2 separate regions of the Gossypium arboreum genome follow, and region 2 is linked to region 1. The links are chromatin contacts, called in public Hi-C maps. All regions are on one chromosome and are shown on one strand. The core of a region is the stretch at or near the end of the contact, and the rest is flanking DNA. Distances in the headings are between cores, read along the strand shown.

What was found. A called contact is a pair of places that touch in the nucleus more often than the background predicts.
Region 2: a contact with region 1 is called in a Hi-C map of leaf, with 2.4 times the contacts expected there. The contact joins the promoter of LOC108475035 here to the enhancer-like site in region 1. A contact is called at or near these places in 2 of 5 Hi-C or Micro-C datasets (both in leaf).

Annotation. Positions count from the first base shown.
Region 1 is chr3:7,439,812-7,442,959 of ASM2569848v2, forward strand. No RefSeq gene overlaps it. Among protein-coding and RNA genes, the nearest start is that of LOC108475751, 54 kb to the right of the region's middle. Within about 2 kb of position 1,515, at least 2 of the 2 cell types and tissues checked have an H3K27ac peak or open chromatin away from gene starts, as enhancers often do. A contact at or near this core is called in leaf, where this site is marked.
Region 2 is chr3:7,553,420-7,556,567 of ASM2569848v2, forward strand. LOC108475035 (ethylene-responsive transcription factor ERF054-like) reads left to right here and starts at 1,518. Exons shown (of 1, transcript XM_017777048.2): 1 at 1,518-3,148. The coding sequence starts at 1,694. The coding sequence ends at 2,911.

The DNA of each region.
Region 1 (3,148 bases), core at 265-2,764:
GCTTTTTAAATAGCCTATTTTTGTCCACACGCGCAGATACACGGGCATGTGTCTCAGCCATGTGTCCCCTAGAGTACCCTACGATTGTAAGTCAGTCTTGGGCACGGCCAAGGCACATGGGTGTGTCTTGTAGCCATGTGAGCAAGTCAGTATGTATGCCCTATTTTGACATGACCTAGACACACGAACGTGTCTAATGCCATGTAAGGCACACGGCCTGTTCACACGGGCGTGTGGCCTGTACAACTTTGAAAATGTTTAAGTTTTGGAAAAAATTTGTATGAACTCAGTTCATTCCCAACCCCTTTCTAGTGCGTGATTTAGGTCTCGATGACCTATGTAAGGGACTCAATAGTAATATTTGATTTTGATTTGTGAATGATGAATATGAATTGTTCGTGTAATGTTCCAATTTGTCTGGTAATGCCTTTAACCCTAGTCTAGTGATGGATACGGGTTAGGGTGTTACAGTCTAACCTTTCAAAAAGTGTGCCTCTATGCCAAGTAAAAAGAGGTCCTCTAAAACCCAAATCGTGCAACTTGGCTTTCTCTACAAATTCACCAAACTGAGGACATCTCCTTCCATTAGTAATACCACCAAACTTTTTAGAAGAAGATAGAATTGCGTTGAAATCACCAATAACAATTTATGGAATACGACTGGATAGAATCAAAGACCTCAAGACATCCCAAAGATCCTTACATTTTTGCCGATTAAGACTGGCATAAACGAAAGAAATAAAAAATGGACATGAAGAGGACATTTGCCAAACTTTAGCAAGAATAAATTGAGGATGACTACGAACCACCTCGGCACGGATGGAATCTTTCCAACCAAGCCAGATACCTCCAGAGTACCCAATCGCCTCTACTCAATGAGAGCGCTGGAAACCTAATTTTGCAATAATACTATCAGCTTTAGCTCCACTAACTCTTGTCTCAAGCAAACAAACTATATATGGTTATGCTCCATGTTATATTCTCGAAAAATTCAGGGAAATTTAAAACTGGCACATCCCCGACAATTTCAAGAAAAAATTGTAAAATTTATAATAAAAAACGAAAGGTTAGAAGACATACCATTACTGCTGAGGGACTAAATCCCCCTCAAAGGTTAAACTTGCGCCTCCCGAATCCACAATACCATTTTGACTGGGATTATGAGTAGAAAGAATATTTGCCATCACCTCCATAGATTCTGGTAAAGGGATTCGTGCACTACCAGAAGATTTAAAACGACTCACACATCCCCGAAGAGCATTTGAACTCTTATGGCTACACAGTTTTTATTAATTTTAAAATCACTATTTCTATTAATAAAATCGGATTTGTCCACACTCGAACTAGACACTAAGTCTAATCCCGATTTCTTCACTGAGCAATTCCAGATTTAACCCCTTGGTCGGAGGAAATACTTTCCTTAAAAGACATCGCAGAATGTTTCTCGGGATCAAGGACACCTTCGAAAATTTGGATTTCAACTCCTTCAAACATTTCGAAAGCTGGATTAAAATGGGCCTTAACCCTTTCTAAATTACTAGAAGTAATATTTTTTGAAACACCAAAATTTAAAGAATTTTGGTTATCGCCTTCCATGCCCGTTCCAATAAATTTATAAATTTCCTGTTCATTACCTACAAGTTTGCCAAAAAAAGAAACATTAGCGTTTGATTTAAAAATTTGGCCCTCGTTACTTTTACCTTTACTCGACAATTCCATAGGTCTTTTGCCCAAAAATTTATCTAGGCTAAAATTAGATTTTTGGCCCAAATGATTATCCACTAAGTTGTCCAATGAAATTCCCTTAGTAGGACCTAAAAAGGCTCCATAGCCCAAAACACTCTTACGACCTGCTTCAAGATTAGGCCCAGAATTTTCATTAACACCCTTATTAACCCTAACCTTCAGCCTCCCATCACTGACAACCCCTCTCTCCCCCACCTTCTCCTGCATAAAATCTTCATTCACCACCCTCAAATCACACCTCAAATCCCCAACCTGATTGAGCGCTGAGAATCTAGACTAGACTCAGAAGAAACATTTCAATATTTTTCCGCACCATTAGCTTGATGAACGCGTTGGCCACGTCTCGCCTTGCACTCAACCAGCATCCTCGGGCTGAACTCAGGCCTCTTAGCAGCATTGGGTCTGCCACCAATGCCACCTTGTGCCTCAACCACCATATTCGTCGGTTGCTCCCAAGTATGATCCACCATAACCGTCGGGCAAAGCTCCTTAACATGGCCATATTTACCACATGTAAAACACACCGTTGGCAGAGCCTCATACTCAACTTGTTGAACGGTTCCGTCCACCATCACCTGAAAAATCAACTGTTTATCAAGATTAATAAAAACAACTTTCCCAATGAGACCGCCAGTGGCTTCTATAATTTTTCAATTGTACAGGTATCCCGGAAGCCCCGGCAGTCGGATCCAAGGGGATATGGCTGCAATGTGTTAAAATCCTTAATCCACGGTTGGATAGTAAGATATTGCCCGTAGATAATCCAAGGGCCTTAGGTTAAGACTTTATTGTAATCACCAATATCTTGTAACTTAAACAAAAAATAACCATTAACAGTATCCATAAGATGAAAAGATTTAGCAAGTTTCCAAAGACTAAGGATACGGTTATGGAGAGCATTGTATCCGATATTACGCCCTAAAAGCTTAAGAACAATCATTAAATCCATTTCTTTGAAAAGAATGTTTTTAATACGATCCGAGAAAACAATAGTAGGCATCCTGTCTACCATGGTTGTACTCACGTCCCCTTATAGAAAGTCAAAGTCGTTTTCACTTCCCTCAGAGGAACCATTTCGATCTGATATGGAGTGAGAAGCTTCACCCAAAAGCATGTCCTTCCACGACAGTTTTGGAGGCAGATCTAGAACAACAGCCATCACAACAGTCTCCTCTTCAACTCCATCCTTAAATCTGACTTTCTTTGTGTTCCGATCCCCATCAAAACAAAGGACAACATCGCCATAGAAACCAGAATCTTCCATTGCTTTTCTCTCCCTTTTTAAAAAAATTTTAAAAATTAAAGTAAATTAAATTTGAAATAATTTCAAATTCATTGAAACCAAACTTTAACTAAATCTAACTTAATTCAACTTTAAAATTTTAAAATTTAAGGCAAAAGA
Region 2 (3,148 bases), core at 268-2,767, 110 kb after region 1:
AAAGCTCGTTATAGGAGAGGCCACCTATTATCTCTTTTATTTTCCTCAAGTCAATGACTAATGAAATTAATTCAACATTTTTATTAACGACAGAGTTCTAAGTACTTACAAAGATTATCATATGTTGGAAAATTTCGTAACGCCGCATGTAAAGCGATTAATTTGAGTATTAAACTGGTTTTGATTTTAAGTATTGGGAATAGAAAAAATTATTTTTGGAAAAATTATTTTAGTTACAATTTGATTTAATTAAAATTTAATATAACTTTAAAGGGATGAGAAAAGTGTTGGATTTATATCTATCGAAATGTCAATAACAGATTATTGATATAGACGAGTTGGTGGCAAGGATTGTCGATTGATCTTGTTTAGGAAAAGGCCAAGCTAATGTTGTTTAAAGGTTTTGATTGTCCACTCTCAAGATGACATGTGTTGAGTTGATATTGGTTGGGTCAAAGGCAAGTGATTTGTCACTATAGTCTTAAGTAGAGTAGTGTTACGATTTGCAATAGATCATCTCGGATGAAACGCAATAGTTAAAACTCTATATAAAATTTAATGGGTGAACTTAATTATCAAATAAATTGCTAGCTGAAAATATCTTCACGATAAATCTTGAGTAAAGATTAATGCATGATTATTTGAAGATTTTAATGAGATGTAACAATGACCAAATCCATAAATCTAGTCAAGTCTAGCCAAATACACAATACAGCTCATCCCAATAGGACCTTCTTGGAGGGAAAATGAGATTAAGTATGTTAATTGAAAACTTAAATGCCATGAAGAGCAAAGTATTGAAGACTGTTTTTATAGAAAAAGGAAAATTAAAATGCTTGTTCCCCCGAGTAAGTAGCGTGTTTGGAGTCGGGAAAGGGTGATTCCATGTCAACTAGTGGCACCTACTGCTGGACCAGAAATGGGGCAAGGGGTTGCCATCGCCGTCGTGGTTGGCTAGGGAATGACCAACATTGTGGGTTCGCAGTGTCGCAGGCCACAAGGAATGAATCCCTTTGATAGTATCTGAGAGGGAAGGATTGCTTGGGCTTGCACTCCACATTACCAGCCACAATGTCTTCTCTTCATTTTTTTCTCCCAATTTGTTTTGTATTCTCGTAGATCTAATTTCTAAAATAAGTGTCACCAGTTTGATATTTCAAGATTTTTCTACTTTTATTTGGTTAAATTTTACTATTATTTGTAAATTATAAATTTAGTTTATGTTATCAAATTTGATCAATCTTCTATTTTATATTTTTAAAATTTTAAAATTTAAAATTTGACACAAATATCGCTAAATTCAATGCTTAATTAATTTAACAACTGTGATTATTGAAAATTTCAAATTAAAAAATATAAATATAAAATGAAGAAATAAAAACTACATGAAACAAAAAAGACAAATAAAATATAAGTAATAGTACAATTTAATTATTTTCTTTTGAAATACGAAATAAATAAATAAAATAGTATGCTACAAATACAAATCCCAAACAAATATTTAAGGCTCCAAGCCAACTTCGATCCTGCTTTTATTTTATTTTATTCTTACTGAAGATTGTCTTCCTCCACCTTCATTTGAGTCGAGTATTTCCAACGTATTTGTTTTATTTTATTTATAGAATTTATCAAAAGTTTTATTTACATATATAAATAGAGAGAGCAAGGCAGCTGCCACTGATTATCAGCACCAATGACACAAGCAAATAACAGAGGCAAATCCCAGAAGGGTGTGGTTGATGAAACAGAGAAGATGACAACATTCCAGGATGGAGAGACTGAGAAAGGCAAGTATGTTGATTCTGGGTCGGAGAGGCGTCAATGGAAGCCAGTTTTTGATGAAGCTTCCATCTCTCAAAGACCTCTCAAGAAGATTTGTAGCCCTGAACGTCATCACCCTCTTCCATCCTCTGCTTCTTTGGCTCATCACTCTTCTTCTTCTTCTTCTTCTTCTTCTTCTTCTTCTTTGCCATCTTCCAGACTGGTTTTTCCTTTTGCTTTTGATGCATCTCAGCCGCCGATTTTCTTTCCCCGACAATATGGAAATACTCAGCAACAGCAGCAGCAACATGGTTTAATCTATCGGCCATTGTATGCTGCAGAAACATCCCTATCACCTCAACAACAGCAGCAACAACAACAACTTCTTCAGTACTGGAGTGATGCACTGAATTTGAGTCCGAGAGGGAGGATGATGACGACGACGACAAGACTGGGGCAGGATGGAGGACAAATGTTTCGGCCGCCACTGCAGCATGTCCACACTACCAAGCTTTATCGTGGCGTGAGGCAGAGGCATTGGGGCAAATGGGTAGCTGAAATTCGTCTTCCTCGTAACAGGACTCGCCTTTGGCTTGGCACATTTGATACAGCTGAAGATGCAGCTTTAGCCTATGATCGCGAAGCATTCAAGTTGAGAGGTGAGAATGCAAGGCTCAATTTCCCCGAGCTTTTCCTCAACAAAGATAAAGATACGTCCTCCCCGACCCCAACTTCAACAGTTTCCCCTCCGCAAACTCCCCATGAAAGTTCAAAGCAAGAACAGGGACCAAAACTGGTAATAAACCCAACAGCAGCAGCACAGCCTCAGGGAGACAATCCAGACAGTGATGAGATGCATATAACAGCTGCAGAGGGTAGTTCTGGAGCAGGGGAAGGCGTCTCTGGTTCTCAGGAATTGGTGTGGGGTGATATGGCAGAGGCTTGGTTCAATACAATTCCAGCAGGTTGGGGTCCTGCTAGTCCTGTGTGGGATGATTTAGATACCACAAACAATCTTCTTTTTCCCTCCAATCTTCCTTTCACTAATCAAATCCAGCAAGAATTGAATGATTCTGATCACCAAAAACAACATGATGTCTCTGCTTCAGCTTCTTCTCCAATGAAACCCTTCTTTTGGAAGGATCAATAGAATGTGGACCCTGACATATTTTTCAAAAATCCAACTAGTGGTTCCTTGAATGGCTTTATTTCTTAATTCTTAACATTTAGGCTTTGAAACATCCATTCCCAGAGATTTGTTATTCACTTCCATCACACCTGCAAAAAGGTTACGTATTTTTCATGCCTTTTAGTAGCTTGTTGTTGTTGCACTAAGCTTTCTGGTCCTAGTAGTATCCAGTATACCAACCTAGATAGTGTGATTAGC